Regions from separate parts of the Mus musculus genome. Here region 1 is linked to region 2. Evidence: chromatin contacts called from public HiChIP or PLAC-seq data. All regions are on one chromosome and are shown on one strand. The core of a region is the stretch at or near the end of the contact, and the rest is flanking DNA. Distances in the headings are between cores, read along the strand shown.

What was found. HiChIP or PLAC-seq counts read pairs in DNA pulled down with a chosen protein or histone mark.
Region 1: an H3K27ac HiChIP or PLAC-seq map of embryonic stem cells shows a contact between it and region 2, with 9 times the contacts expected there. The contact joins the promoter of Arhgef26 here to the promoter of P2ry1 in region 2. A contact is called at or near these places in 5 of 39 promoter capture datasets (cranial neural crest, hippocampal neurons, liver and 2 more), 2 of 484 Hi-C or Micro-C datasets (both in embryonic stem cells) and 2 of 115 datasets of contacts at active chromatin or transcription factors (embryonic forebrain and embryonic stem cells).

What each region holds. Positions count from the first base shown.
Region 1 is chr3:62,337,349-62,340,048 of GRCm38.p6, forward strand. It overlaps Arhgef26 (Rho guanine nucleotide exchange factor (GEF) 26), which reads left to right and starts at 1,429. Exons shown (of 14, transcript NM_001081295.1): 1 at 1,429-2,700. The coding sequence starts at 2,149.
Region 2 is chr3:61,001,339-61,004,165 of GRCm38.p6, forward strand. It overlaps P2ry1 (purinergic receptor P2Y, G-protein coupled 1), which reads left to right and starts at 1,447. Exons shown (of 2, transcript NM_008772.5): 1 at 1,447-2,827. The coding sequence starts at 2,104.

The DNA of each region.
Region 1 (2,700 bases), core at 179-2,678, 1.3 Mb after region 2:
AGGACGGAGGTGAGCAGACTGTGACTTCTTCATCACAAGTCACCACAGCTCAAGAACCCATGTGACCTACAGGGACATTAACTTCTCAGGCCATTCTCGAAGTCTTTAAACTTTGATCACAGACTGCACTCTGATCCACGTTAAACCTGCCACTTATAAATCTCCACAACTTTCTGAAGTTAAATTTATTATATAAAACTAATATTATTGATATGAAAATCCCCTACAGCAAGGCTCCATAGATGAACATAGAATCCACTTATTTCCGTATGAAATTGTTAGTAAATCTTCTCAAAAATGATTTCGATATACATTTTGATTCCATTTGTTCGAGTTCAAAAAAGTTTCTGAGATCAAAGACCTTCACTGTGTCACTTTGGTAATTATAGAAAAACATAAAGAACCACCCTTCCTTTTGCCACCCAAAGCAGAAAGAAGCATGGCTTTAAACAGTGGGCACTCACATGAACTTTGAACACTTGGAGCCTGCCCTGTGTCTTGCTAACAACCAATTCTACAGATCTCATCAACCAAAATCATGTCTTCTCAGGTCGTACATACCTGGAATTTCACCAAGACATAGCCAACTTGGCAACCAACATCTAAAAGATATCACTGGCCCAGTTCATTTCTCTTATTCATCTACTTCCAAACTCCACAGATATTTATCACTTACTGTGTGCATGAGTCACAAATATAACCCCTGCCCTCTTCAAAACTACAATGCAAAGGCAGAATAGATTAAGCACTAATACACAGACATATAACTAAGCATTCAGATTTACAAATTTCGGTTAATGTGAAAAAGAAAGAGATCAGGTGGTTGGGGAAATCGGGGGTAATTCCAATGAAGTGACAAACCAGAAGGCCAAGAAATAAACTTGAAGGCTCTAAGACTGTGGACTTGGCTTGACTAGATAAAGCTAGTGAAAAAAGACTAGATTGAAGGGGTAGGCCCAGCCTCTTAATCTCTAATAAGGATTTGGAATTTACTTCTTGTTCGATATTTTATTCTACATACAGATTTTCAATTTATATTGTACACAACTACACACTAATAAATATTTTGTATTTTGTTTACTTTTACTGTGTGACTTTCAAACATACAGGGCACAAAGATTAGGACATTAGGACATGTAGAGTCATAGTCCACCTGGCCTCTCAGTCTCCTCTGAGTGCATACAAGCAAATCTGTCTGTAGTCCACACATTATTGCAAGCAGATGAGTGAGAGCCCGGAGTGAGGTTCAGTTTGACGCCCACAAGTGGCCCAGTGAAGTGTCGCAGCAGCACCAAGCTCCGAAGTGTTTCACCCTTCCAACCTTCCCCTCCAGGTCTAGGGATGATCAAGAAGCCCTTTCTCTGCTCTCACGACCATTCCCACGCAGTGTTCAGATCTGCGACCGCGCCCTCCAGCTGGCCCGTAGGGCGGCCGCCCGCGCTCCTGCATTCTTGCACTCAGGGTCTGGACAGGCAGCTCAGGTGTGCGCGTCCCGTTTACAATCACTGAGCGCACTCCGGGAAGGCAGGGGCGGGAACTCCTGGGCGCCTCGGTGCGAGCTTCCCCGGCGTGCTGGGGCGGGGCGTAGCGCGGGGGCGGGGCCGGCGCCGCGGGCCTCTGCTGTCCCAGGCTGAGCGGTTGTCTCCGCGCTTTAGTAAGGACCCAGGCCACCCTCGGGGACAGGGAGTACTCCTTGGTCTGTGCCCCGGAAGGGTGAGCGCGCTGGAGACCGCATACCGGGGACCGGGTGGACTGGCGCGGGGCGGGCGGCTAGATGGAGACGCGGGGGAGCGTCCCACGGCGAGCTGTCCCAGCCAGCTGAACTCTTTCCAAGGGTCCTGCGGTGGCGGCGAGCTCTCTAGGTGCCGGCGGGCTTGGGGGGCGGGAAGGACGCAGAGGAGACGGGATTCATCTGATCAACTGCGGCTCGGATCTCAGTCCTCGGTCGGGAAGCTTGGCGGGAGACGCTGTGCCCGAGAAAGGGCGGGTAAGTGCGGCGCTGCCGAGTCCCGCGCGACACCCGTGTGACCGCCGGGCTGGAACCCGGTTAGGCTCCCAGACAAGACTAGTTGTCCGGAGGCAAAGTTCCTTTCTCTTAGGCAACCTGAGCAGCTTTCCTCCTCTCGGGGCTGGCTCAAAGGCCCCGCTATGGACGGCGAAAGCGAGGTGGATTTTTCCAGCAACGGCGTCACCCCTTTGTGGCGGAGACGGTCCACCCCTCCGCTCCAGTTGCTCAGCCGGAGCAAGCCGCGGCCACAGTCGTACCAGAGCCCCAGCGGGCTGCTGATCACCGACTTCCCTGTGGAGGAGCTGGCTGCCCTTCCCACGCCGCAGACTCCGGTCCGCGTACCCGCCGACCCGGACGACAGGACGGTGTCCAGGAGCCCCCAGCTTCTGAGCGCGCATCGGAGGCCGGTGACCAATGGTCGCACGGTGTCCCCGGACTACAGAGCTGCTTCTCCTCGACTCCGACGGCCCAAGTCACCCCTGGTTTCTTACGCGGCGTCGGGCGGCTCCCCGAAGTCCACTTCTAATGGCACCGTGGCCTCGCCCGCGGCGCTGTTGTCGCGCGCCTCCCGGACTCCGGACACCCCGGCCTCTTGCGCCACCGATGAGGACTGCACCGGGGTGACTGCCAGTAAGGTATCTTCGCCCATTGCCAATGGCCTTGCCCATAAAACCGACTCATCTGGCCCAGTA
Region 2 (2,827 bases), core at 197-2,696:
GTGCACAGGTATCAGGAAAGTGGGAGTCAGTTCTTTCCTTCCACCATGTAAGTAATGGGATCAAGCTCAAGTCCTCAGGCTTGGCGGTAAGTGCCTAATGCCTTTAGTGGCTGAGACAGATCACCAACTCCTTGAGTGTTTTTAAGGGAACAAAGTCATTTAATATATGAAACTAGAATGAAATGGCTATAGAATATAATCGAAGGTATTCTATCCTCGTACTTTTTTTTTACAAGAAAAAATGTATTTGTTAATATGGCACATAAAATACATTAATCAGTAGATTGTCAAGAAGGGCTTGGTTCCATTCTTGGGTGGGTCTGTTTAATCATGTCTTCAGGTAGGAAACAATCCATTTAGTTTACAATTAAACACTTTTTTTTTATATATTGCCCACATTTTTTATGCATTTGGAACCCTAGACTAAGATTTACAAAAAATAAAATAATTACATTGGTCTCTGTCTAAATTTGAAAGGTATCTACTAGAGGAACAGGCATTTTAAGAAATAAGATTCACAATAAAGCCAAACTGTAAAGTTATCCCTCAACAAATGAACCCTCTTTCTTTATAAAGCTGTGTTTAATATTCAGCTTGATTCAGAATCATTTTCACTGTAGTCTCTATTATTTAAATGTATGTAAATGGTAACTGGAGGTTGGAGGGAGGGCGCTTGTTCTTTCCAGCAAGTGTTAGCAGTCAAGTTGGACTGATGATGTGTGCTGCGTTAACTAAGCAGTTAGACCAGGTTCTTATGTACATTCTCACAATAATGTTACCAGTGATGCCGGTGTATTAGCATTTTTCTAAGTAGTGCAAAAAATAGTATTTGGATAAAGCAAACAACAATAAAAACAAACAGACATGAAGGGCAGAAAGCGACTTGCCCATGCCGCTTACCACCCTCACTCATTCAGAGCTGGCACCCTCTGGGATCAGCAGGTTCCTACACGCGTTGGGCAAAGCAAGGCGCTGTGCAGGGCCAGGGCGTGCCCACCTGCAAACCGCTGGTTGTCTGGAGCCTGCAAACACCTTGCGAGTTCCGGGGAGGCTCCGGAGATGTCTGTCTCAGACTGCTCAGCTCAAAGCTTTAGACACAACGCTGCCAGCGTCCAGAAGGTTTTCAGCGTGTCAGCAACTTCACTTTACAGAGCTAGCTGGTGGAGGACCGAGGAAACCCCTCCAGCCATACGCTGGCCAGAAGCCACCGCTGCCCTAGAGCACCTTTTGTTCTGACCACTGATTCGAGTGGTGGCGGCCTTGCCAGGCGTGCAGGGGCACCGCGATCTCTGCTTCCAGAGGCCACCTCCCGCCCTGGGCGCCCAGCCCTGAGCCGGCGGCCCGGAGCTTGCACGGCGGAGACACGCCCCTTGCCTCCCCGCGGAGCACAGACTCGCCCGGGCTCCTAGGCTCCGCCCACCCCGCTGGGAGCCTGGCTTTCTCTCCTGCCCCCTGCACTCGAGACCCAGCCGAGCGCGGAGACGAGCTGCAGCCTTCATGGACTGTGAGCGGGGTACAGGGTAGGTAGTACGCCAGGGTCCGAGGCCACGCGCTCTCCAAAAGACCTCCAAGGTTGAGCGCGGGCTCAGAATGTGGCCGGAAGAAGAGTCGCGGCGTCCCTGGTGAAGGTCCCGGGTTGCAAGGTAGGGAGTAGGCAGATGGCCAGGCAAAGTTGATCAGAGAGGAGGTGGTTGGCCTGCGCCTTCGGGCCGCTGGGAACAGCCGAACTACTTGGACTTGACCCGCCGCGCCCCAGGCGCTCTGAGCAGCGCCTATCAGTCGCCCTGCGCGGGAGCGCACTTGCAAACTTGGTGGAGGTGCCCTGCGCGTCCTGTTGTGTAACCTCCGCGCCGCCAGCTGGACCGGGAAGTTGCCCGCACGTCCTTCAGCTTAGATCGGTCGCAGCTCCGGGCGAATTTCATGGCCCGCGACAAAAGCGCGGCCAGAGCCGGCGTGGGCGAGCCCCTGCGCGCTCCGACCCGTGGGGAACTCCCGCGCGCGGTCCCTGGCCTGCGCCTCCGATGCGCGCTGAGTCTCTCGCCGCTGCTGCCCGCTCGCCGCGGTCTGCCCTTTCTAGTAGCTGCCTGAGTTGGAAAGAAGAGGATGACCGAGGTGCCTTGGTCGGTTGTCCCCAACGGGACGGATGCTGCCTTTCTGGCGGGCCTGGGCTCGCTTTGGGGAAACAGTACTGTCGCCTCAACTGCAGCAGTTTCCTCTTCATTCCAATGTGCCCTGACCAAGACCGGTTTCCAGTTCTACTACCTGCCGGCTGTCTACATTTTAGTGTTCATCATAGGCTTCCTAGGCAACAGCGTGGCTATCTGGATGTTCGTTTTCCACATGAAGCCTTGGAGCGGCATCTCCGTGTACATGTTCAATTTGGCTCTGGCTGACTTTTTATACGTGCTCACCCTACCAGCCCTCATCTTCTACTACTTCAACAAGACTGACTGGATCTTCGGGGATGCTATGTGCAAGCTGCAGAGATTCATCTTCCACGTAAATCTCTACGGTAGCATCTTGTTCCTCACCTGCATCAGCGCACACAGGTACAGTGGCGTGGTGTACCCTCTCAAGTCTCTGGGCAGGCTCAAGAAGAAGAATGCCATTTATGTCAGCGTGCTGGTGTGGCTCATTGTGGTGGTGGCCATCTCCCCTATTCTCTTCTACTCTGGCACTGGGACTCGGAAAAACAAAACTGTCACCTGCTATGACACCACGTCCAATGATTACCTGCGAAGTTATTTCATCTACAGTATGTGCACGACTGTGGCCATGTTCTGCATCCCTTTGGTGCTGATCTTGGGCTGTTATGGATTAATTGTTA